Linked DNA regions of Mus musculus: region 1 is linked to region 2. A link is a contact called in public promoter capture Hi-C data. All regions are on one chromosome and are shown on one strand. Each heading gives the region's core, a stretch centred on a gene start, on an enhancer-like site or on the middle of the called end of the contact. The rest is flanking DNA. Distances are from core to core; before and after follow the strand shown. Region 1 overlaps Sav1 (salvador family WW domain containing 1). Region 2 overlaps Cdkl1 (cyclin-dependent kinase-like 1 (CDC2-related kinase)).

The links. Promoter capture Hi-C pulls out the DNA fragments that hold promoters and counts their contacts.
Region 1: a promoter capture Hi-C map of the 3T3-L1 cell line shows a contact between it and region 2, with 4 times the contacts expected there. The contact joins two enhancer-like sites. A contact is called at or near these places in 10 of 39 promoter capture datasets (the 3T3-L1 cell line, 3T3-L1-derived adipocytes, the C10 cell line and 4 more), 1 of 15 datasets of contacts at CTCF or cohesin (large pre-B cells), 2 of 484 Hi-C or Micro-C datasets (the C10 cell line and pre-B cells), 2 of 115 datasets of contacts at active chromatin or transcription factors (embryonic stem cells and stem cell-derived neural progenitor cells) and 2 of 9 other capture datasets (embryonic tail and embryonic trunk).

What each region holds. Positions count from the first base shown.
Region 1 is chr12:69,964,348-69,968,986 of GRCm38.p6, forward strand. It overlaps Sav1 (salvador family WW domain containing 1), which reads right to left. Exons shown (of 5, transcript NM_022028.2): 5 at 665-2,000. The coding sequence ends at 1,793. It also overlaps the pseudogene Gm3086. Among named protein-coding and RNA genes, the nearest start is that of Gm52003, 6.0 kb to the right of the region's middle. Within about 2 kb of position 1,929, at least 13 of the 459 cell types and tissues checked have an H3K27ac peak or open chromatin away from gene starts, as enhancers often do.
Region 2 is chr12:69,754,502-69,759,661 of GRCm38.p6, forward strand. It overlaps Cdkl1 (cyclin-dependent kinase-like 1 (CDC2-related kinase)), which reads right to left. Exons shown (of 10, transcript NM_183294.2): 5 at 2,707-2,797; 6 at 1,945-2,145. Among named protein-coding and RNA genes, the nearest start is that of Mir681, 6.9 kb to the right of the region's middle. RefSeq lists an enhancer at 2,908-4,761. Within about 2 kb of position 3,535, at least 124 of the 459 cell types and tissues checked have an H3K27ac peak or open chromatin away from gene starts, as enhancers often do.

The DNA.
Region 1 (4,639 bases), core at 679-3,178, 210 kb after region 2:
ATGTTGCTACCTGTAGCATCCTTCCAGTTCATGTAAACCAGGGAGTCTATATTTCTTTTTGTGTGTTGGGGAGGGGGGTGTGTGCAGTGGGGGCGGTGGTGGTTCAAGACAGGGTTTCTCCGTGTAGCCCTGGTTGTCCTGGAACTTGCTCTGTAAACCAGGCTGGCCTCGAACTCACAGAAATCCACCTGCCTCTGCCTCCCAAGTGCTGGGATTAAAGGTATGTACTACCACCACCACCTGGCTATAATATATTTCTAATAACTGAAATCTTTAGTGGAATTTTGTTAACGAAACTAAACCCTTTAGAGGAAAATAAATCAGAGGAGAGACTAGTAATGGAAGAATGGTAATGCCTCATCTACCCGGGAGCCCAAGCAGACATTTTTAACTGTCTCAGAAATGGTGAACAGAAAGTAAGAGAGACAGAAGAATGTGTGTAAGCTTACAAGCTGAACAGAAGTTTACACTTCTTTACAGACAGCTGGCCGTATGCGCACTAATTCTCTTCCCCTGATAATGTCCCAGTAGCCATATTTTAGCTTCAGCTTCTCTTTTCATTATAGGCTTGTGGGCCTTCTGAACAGAATGATAAAGCATAACAAGTATAAAGCATCAAACATTAGACTAAATATACCAAAACATGCATTCAAGGACCAGACAGTTTCCACAAAAATATATTTAATAACTTGTTATATAAAATCAAATGCGAAATTTTATCAATAATTCAAAGTCACTTCTAACATGGAGTGCTTATACTTAGGAAAAGAACTAATATATATACATATTCACAACATTTGTAAGCACAACTGAAGAGCTATGAAGCTCAAGAATTCTAGATTTACAGCTGGAAGTTCCATAAGTTTATCTGTAATCAAGTGTTCAGCACTAATTATGAACAACTATTAAACCCAAAGCAAGAAAAATAGGAAGGAATGACAGCCTGTTTCTACACCTTTATGACAAATACTTCTCAAAGATAAAAAAGGCAATATAAAATTTACTTAAGTGACCAAGATTGCTTATTGGATCCCTGATTGTCGTTTTTGGCAACTTAGCCCACCCTGATGGAAGGCAGTATTCTATGTGGTCAGGAAGCCTGTGCTGTGTCTCAGAGCCATGCTAACTGTACTTATGTGCTCTGCCTCAAAGGAAGGAAGCCGTATTAGCAACAGTTGCGCACTAAGAGGCATGTATTTATTATAGTCCTGTATTTCTGAATGTATTCCTCAAAGACTTCATCTTTCTCCTTCAAAGGTGTTCCTTACATTGGGGGTCGGGGGACTGAGGGGGCGGGGGGGAGATGACCACACACGTACAAGCTTGTTACAATAAAGGTTCCAAGTCCTGTTTTGTATTTTGAACTATACCTATGGTAATAGTCAAACCATCTCATTCCAGAAAACACTTGACACCACACGTAGCAACTGATCACAGATGTACTCTCATCCTCTTCTGTTTCCTAAACAAGAAGGGTGTGTCCATAAAAAGTCAGAGAGTGACGGTTTCCTATTTAATGCCTGTTTATGCTGATAATCTCTTCCTGTACTACTTTTTGTCCAGAGTCTCCAGCAGTTTCCTAATACAGCATTTGGTAGCATATGCCATATTGGCTTTTTAAATGATAAAACTTTCTTGGTTCAATAAAAGAAAAAAAATTGATAACAAAATATATGTAAAACTAGAATTTTATACTTCCAAATAGTAAGTTACCTTTATTAACCAAAGAACTTGTTTGCAGTCATTTATCTGAAAATATTTTAAAGCTCTTATAAACTTGGCTTGTGATAAGTTAACTTAAGAACGTCTTGCCATGCTGCTGGGCATACCACTGCTGCCTCTGCTTGCGGTTTTCCAACTCAGTGAGAAGAGCCTGTCTGTAGGCCTCGTACAACTTCACAATCTGCTCCAGTTCCTTCATGAAGAGCAACTTCAGCATTCCCTGGTACGTGTCCAGGTCAGCCAGCTGGAAGAGCTCCCACTTCAGAATGTGGTCATATCTGTAGGAAAACATGTTAATAAGATAAGACAGAAATGTGCATTTACAACAATAAACTGGTCTATTTTTTATAGATATTTTTATTATACATAAAACTCAGCTTCATGTTAAAGTATTTGCGTTAGTAAAACTTGCTACTTAGATATATTTTTCTTGAGCTGGGGCCCTAAGCTGACCTTGAACTTCTGTGTGCAGGATGTCCTCCTGCCTCACACTTCTCAGTGGCTACGAATACAGGCGCATGCGAACACACATAGCTCTGAATACACTATCTCCCCCCTTCCCTCTCTCTAAAATTCATTTCCATTTTTTATGTGTATGAATGCTTGACCTGCATGCATGCCAGTGCACTGTGTACACGCCTGGTGCCTGAGAACGCCAGAGAAGACATCAGATACCCTGGAACTGGAGTTACAGTTTTAAGACACTCTATGGCTCCTAGGATCTGAACCAGGGCCCCCTGCAAGAGCAGCAGCACTCTCTCCAGCCCTATTTATTTTTTAATTGGGGGATTTTTTTTTAGATTAACTTTTATGTATATTGGGTGTTTTGCCCACATTATATGTCTGTGTACCACATGCAAAGACAGAAGAGGGTACTGGATCCCTTAAAACTGGAATCTCAGACAGTGATGAGTGGCCATAAAGACTCTGGGAACTGAACTTGCTCTCTACAACTGAGCCATCTCTCTAGCCACAAATGTGCTGCTTGTTAAGGAAGGGAAAAAACTGTTAAATATTACTTCGGGCTTATTTTAAAAATCAAATGTAATATTAGTCTTGAGTAATACCGTTAATACTGCTTTCAGACTATAGTGGTTCTGTAATTTCCAAAAAGCGCATCCTATGCTCCTTAAAGTTCATACAAAGTTAATGTTGAGAACTTAGAATCCTCGAGAGCATGCCGTGCTCACAAGTGGTCACACAGAAAAGCATGCAGTCACTAGTGAGTGGCGTCAGTGCTGGCAGACTGACAGGTGACAGAGGAACACTATTCAACTACAACAACTGAGACAGAAGATGAATCATTTGGGAGCCAAGTATTCCTGAGGATGAGTAACAAGAAATAAATACTAAGAAGACAGGTTTGGAGGCATGGCTCGGAAGTTCTTGCAAAGGACTGGAGTTCAGTTCCCAACCCCTCATTAAGTAGCTCCCATCCCCCTAGACCTCCAGCTGCAGGAAATCAATACTTTCATTTGGACTCAAGCTACACCACACATGTGTGTACACAAACACACACACATAGTTAACAATAAAATAAATTCAAGAATCAAAGAAAGAATAAACTTTCAAAATGAGAGAAACTGAAGAAAACTTCACAATGTGACATCATGTTGCTTATTCTCATGTGGGCCTTGGAAGGACTCTAGTCCTCCTTCAGTGCTTAAAGTAAGTTGGAAGTATAAAACCAAGGTAGTAACTTACACTTTGAAAGGGGAGAGATCAAGAGACAGCAGTCTAACTTAGTTTTCTTGTTTATAGATGAAAACCCTAATTATCTCCTGTAAAAATGTTTAGTGACTAACAGTTCAGGAAGGCAGAGGTGTATGGACCAAGGAGCTTTAGAGTGACAGTTTTTTAGGGTCACTGTCCATTACCATGGGAATGTAAATACAGTAAGTTATGTACCTATGTGATGTTGAGGTCATTTCTCAAATCACTGCAGGGTAGAGATAAAAGGAAGCTTTAAGTTGCAATGTCTAGTGAATTTGTTTATAATAACACTTCTGTCCTATCTAATGGCTACTTTGGTAACTCATTTGCCATTTTATTCCAAAGTCTATATAAAAACATATACGGCTCAAAAAAATACAAAAATAAAACAAAGTATACTGAGCAGTTCCTGCAAGCTGCCCAGGCTGCACAGTGCCACACACAGTTCCATCATCTTGGGTGTGTGTCCCAGGAACACCAGCACCGTGGCAAAGCTGCAAGCAAGCAGCTCACCCCACCCCCGCTTTTATTCTGTTACTTGAGGACTGAGGACTAATCTTGCAGAAACCTGATAGGCTCTTTTCTTGGCAGCACCACTCCTCATGGACAAGAGCTGGAGCTGCATCAAGGAGTGACAATGTGACCGCCTCCAGTGTCTCCAGCACAGCTGTCATTAGGTCGGTTCATTTACTCACCATTTCTCTGAAATTCACTAGTAATTCCTATCGAAGAACTTAATCTCAGAGTGTTCTGCTGTGTGTCACCACAGTACCAAGCTCTTAACTGGGTACCTTGGTTGTAAGTACTATATCATGTTACATGTTAATGTCATATAAAAAAGAAAACAAAAATTAAATGTCATATTTGGTATTCTTATGTATCCATTACCAGAGGTTTGTACACAAAGTAATTAGGATTCAAACATCTTTGAAGAATTTTTACTTCTAATCAAAGAATCAAAATTTATAACCTCTGATATCCTTTCTTAAATGTCACATAGAAGCCCAATAGTGTAAGAAAACCACAATACTTTTTGGGGGTGGGGAGTGGGGGGTGGGGGGTGGGGTGGGGTTCTCTCTGTAGCCCTGGCTGGCCTCTAGCTCACAGGGCTGCCTGCCTCTGGTGTATGTTGTCATCCCCATCTGGGTCCTATCCCCACCCCCATCCCCTCCACCCTGCCAGAGCTGGGATTAAAGATGTGCTG
Region 2 (5,160 bases), core at 2,285-4,784:
TAAGGTTTAGGGGCGCTTACCCTGTGAAACTCTGAAAGAGGTTCCTGTCCAATGCAGCTCATTCTGTAGCAATGGCAGCCGAATGAGCTGATGGTGGCCTCATGTAAAGTCCTAGGGGTATCACTAGGAAAGACTGGTTCAGGAAACTGCTTCTCTGGGCCACAAGTGGCCACTTTCTAGAGCAGAGAAGCAGAGGCCTGAGAGAAGCAGAGGCCTGAGAGAAGCAGAGGCCTGAGAGAAGCAGAGGCCTGAGAGAAGCAGAGGCCTGAGAGAAGCAGAGGCCTGAGAGAAGCAGAGGCCTGAGAGAAGCAGAGGCCTGACAGAAGCAGAGGCCTGACAGAAGCAGAGGCCTGACAGAAGCAGAGGCCTGACAGAAGCAGAGGCCTGACAGAAGCAGAGGCCTGACAGAAGCAGAGGCCTGACAGAAGCAGAGGCCTGACAGAAGCAGAGGCCTGCAGCCAGGGCCCTGTGGTACTGAGGCTCTAGCCTCTGACTAGATCGTCTTGAGTGACCAGTGCTACTCGGTTCAGAACTTTACCTCTCACTCAAATCCAGAACCTTGCTCTAGTTTGGATAAGCAAGCAAAAACACAGCCTCTAGGGTGTTGATTCCTATGTCTGAAAACACTGTAATGAAGCCCCTTAGCCCCTAGCTTTAAAAATGAATTACAGATACACACACACAGTAGAGACATATGTCCCCGAGCTGTCAAAGCCTCCCCACTAGGGCTGGAGCGGCAGGAGAGTGCCCTAAAGCCACTGGACGGAACAGCCAAGGAAGGCTGAGTGACCCTGCGTGAGCTCCAAGGAGGCTCCAATGTGCAAGACATTGGTGGAGACGATAAAAACAGGAAACACCACCGGACCCTGGTGACGCACACCTTTAATTCCAGCACTCGGGAGGCAGAGGCAGGTGGAATTTGAGTTCAAGACCAGCCTAGTCTACAGAAGGAGTTCCAGGACATCCAGGGCTACACAGAGAAACCCTGTCTCAACAAACAAACAAATGGAAATACAGTCTCACCCTCAGGTGGCCTTCAGTACTTTGGGAAGACAAAGCTCTATGGTGATTGCTGGTAATACAAGAGTTATGGAGCAGAGAAAGAGTGCTTTAAATGGCGTTCCTTAGCAGAGTAGAATCTAACTCCTGGATTCTGAAAACAGCAACCACTAGTTATGGATCTCTTTTACTGTACCCTCCTCCCTTTTCTCTTCTGTCCTTCCCATTGCCCTTAATTGTAGGAGGGGGGCACGGTGAACAAGACTTTCTTCTCGACACTTAGAAGGCTGAGGTTCTTCCTCTACGGTAATCTGAATAATCCAAAACTTGTCAGGCAGGCTGCAGTAAGGACATCTGGATGAATCACCTCATCCTAATGCAGGCTTAGCATCCCTCATTAAAAATTCTGAGACTGAGTGCCAACATGATCCTACAAGTAGGAGATGCTACACTCGACTCCAAGTGTCATGGTCAAATGCGGGCACGCTAGAACGATCATATAACCAGCCTTTAGGATATGGGAAGAAATGAAATGAAACATAAATGAATTTTCTGTTTAGACTCGGGTCCCTTCCCTTACATACCACATTGAAACCTCTAATGTCACAAACACTAGAGTCCCAAGCCGTCTGGATGAGGGATGTTCAGCTTGTAACATGGAAGCCGCCTGTGACCAGCTAAGTCCTTGCAGTAGTTCTGTTGCCAGGCTTAACACATTTAGAAGTTAAGAGGATCTGACCTAAGCTTAAGAGATTAGTCTATATATCCTGGACAATTAGTAAATTCCCAGTAATCATTAAGTCTTGTCATTTGAACAAACCATAGACACTTTTAATGGAGCCATTTCAGCGAGGCTGAGAAATGTCTGTTTCCTAAAGGTGTCAGGTAAGCAGGGGGTGTGGGAGAAGCGAGCAGGTTCTCTCAAAGTCAGCGGAAACCACTTACCCAGGGTTTTCCTTATCAGGTAGAGCTGATCCACGTCAGATTTTCCTGGCCATAGAGGCACTCCGGACAGTAACTCAGCAAACACACAGCCAATTGCCCAGACATCTACAGGGGGACCATACTGCGTGTCTCCCACTAGCAGCTCGGGTGAGCGGTACCACCGGGTGGCCACGTAGTCCGTGTAGTAGTCACCTGGTCCAGCTGGCCGGTGCAGAAACGTGGAAAACAGATCAGTGGAAGCCCGGAGTCAAAACTGAGCAGGGAAAAACCTAAGAAATGAAGCTTTTCCGAATCACCATTCTCAGTGCTAGCTGCTGGTTGTCATCACTTGGCTGTAGGATGTTTTAAATTACTGATACTTGGGCTTCCTCCCGGCCCAATTAATCCGAACACTTGGAGAGGGCCCAAGGCTACCCGCATACTTTTTAAAAGTTCCTTGGGTGTTAATCTATAGCCAAGATTAAAAGGCATTCATCTGAAGTATTAATTCTGGTAAGTATTGTTTGGGGGGTTGGAGAAGGCAGGAGATTAGCAGGCTTTATAATAACTTTTGTGCTACAATTTACATATAGCATACATATCTAAATTGTTGTGTATTTATACATTTTTCAAGTTATATTTCATTACAAGATTTGGCAGGAACCGTAATTTGTTGCAAGATTATTCCCGGGGCAGAATACAAGAACCAGCTTTCTGTAGTATGGAAACCAGCTGTCCCAGCAAGAATGTTCCTTTTACATTGAAGAAGCCGTGGGTACTCACTGAGAAGCCGTGCGAACCCAAAGTCACAGAGCTTAATGGCTGACTGTTTGGTGATGAGAATATTTTCCGGCTTCACGTCTCTGTGTATGCACTGGTTAGAAACAAACAAACAAACAAAACAAAATGTCATGAAGGTGCAACTCTAATATCTGCCACGAGTAAAGGGCTGGAATATTTAGCAGATATTGGATATATCAGTTTAATCTGCCATTGACCTGTTGGATACTAAAACAGCAGACTAAAATAAACCTAGTTCCATACCTACAGACAGAATCATTTCAAATTCTTGAGTGGCCACAAAAACCAAGAAGTGTGATAGGAAAAATGACTGTCAAGAGCCAGACTCAGCAAATAAAAACACGTGAGATACCTAGTTACGTTTGGATTTCAGATAAACGACTTTTTTTTTCAGTGCTGGGCATCAGTCCAGAACCTTAGCCGAGCACGCCACCTGACCTCCACCTCCAACCCAACTAAAATGTTAAGTATATCTCAAACAGTCTGCATTAGAAAAAGGAACTTTATATTTAACTAGGCATCACCCCTAACCTGCCTGCTGTCTATGAAGGGGGAAAGGACCGAAAGGCTTTGAGGCTTCAGCCTGTGGCAAGAACGACAGACAGATTGGAGCAGAAGCCCGGTTCACTGGAAGGCGGCTTGCTCGCTCGGTAAACAAGACAAGCCCTGGGCCTGCTGAGATAAGCTGGGAGAGAGAGGGCTGGAAGCTCGTGTGCCTGCCAAAAGATCGCCCTTCCAGCTCTGACATTTGTCCTGACAAGATAAACAAGAGCTGGCTGCGGCCTCGCCGTCCGGGGTGCGTCGTGGTCGCTAGGTGTCAGCTCTGTCCCACAGCACAGAGGAGCCCAGCGGGAGACTCTTGCATCCTGCCTCACCCGCTGGTATCAAGCTACATTCTTTAAGAGGGTGAAGCCACTACCAAGAGGAGCGCTTGAGGACTCCCACGGGACTTTCTTATTAAATGACAATGTCTTTGATAGATAGACAGATAAATAAATAAATAAATAAATAAATAAAATCTCTTAAGTCAACAACTTTTAATCAACGGTTAACATTTAAAATTGAGTTGGGACAAAATATTACTCCGGGTTCTTTGTGACCCCTCCCTTTTCCCAAGGGTTTTCCTCTCTGCTGGGAAACGCTGGGTCTTTCTGCCGCCCCAGTGACTGTTGGCCTGGAGCCTGCAACTCTTGAGGGTTCCTTGACCCCAGAATCCGGAAAGAGGACAGAGGCTCTTCGTGGGCGCAGCAATTCCCACTCCAAGGGACTTTTAGGGCGAGAGAGCAACGTTAGTGTTTCCCATCAGCATTATTATTCTGGAAAAAAAAAATGGAGGCGGGGTGGGGTGGATAAATTACCTTATAACCTACCTATCTGGTTCTCAGTAATCGATGGCCCTGGGCTCTGAAGTCTTTCACCAGCCATTTTGCATTTTGCTATAAATAGGTCCTTCCATGAATGTCGTGATGACATATGGGCAGAAGGACTCAGAAACAAGAATGTGCTCCACCCCCCCCCCCTTTGTTTGGGAATTCTTTCCAAGCTCAGCACCCTCCCCCCATCAGCCCCCCCCCCCCCCAGCACGTGGAGCCCAGCAGCGTCTGCGGCTCTCCAGAGAGCTGTGGTATGCACTGTATTTATCTTCACTTTCCTCAGATCTCCCCCACCAGGGCTGGCTGGCGAGCTTTCTCGTTCTTTCTGCCCCCTCCTCTCCCCTTCCCTCTGTATCCTCCAGCCCCACTATCTGTCCTGCCACCCTTATGCTGAAACTTGTTTGTTGGGAAAGTGCTAATCACCGATCAAAGCGTCTAGCATCCACTCGTCCTGCCTTAAAATGACTGTTTTCACTGTAAGGAGTCAAACCCAAGGCTTCATGCAGGCAAGGCAAGAGGTCTAACCATGGAGCGACACTCCAGCTCTGATAAGGATTCTAGGCTTCCGATAATGAAAGCCAAAATAATGACTGTTCCCGTGTTTTCTCCTTGTAAGCAGCTTCAGGAAAACTTACTTGGGGCAAGCTCAGAGGGGATTTAACCCCTCGGGCCTGGGTGACCAATAACTGGAGTCCAGTGAAACTCTAAAATTCCCTTCTGGGATTTTGAGTGTTTTTAGTGGTTGGACTCTGATTCCACCCCCCCACACACACACCTTTTTCTTTTCTGCTATATTGATTAATTGGTTGGTTGATTGATCGCAGTACTGGGAATCAAACTCAAGGGCTCATTCATTCTGAGTACTTGACCACACAACTGGGAGCCAGCCCAGGAAGCTGGCTTCCATGTGTAGAAAGGGGGCAGCTCTGTGTGGGGTGAGAGAGGAGAGCAGATTTTTCAGCATCTATGAAGCCATGTCACATGGGCAGTCTCCTACAGTGGCTCCCCCCGCACCCCCCCCCCCGCACCCGGCCCCCCGCCCTCCCCCCAGTCCAGCTGTGGC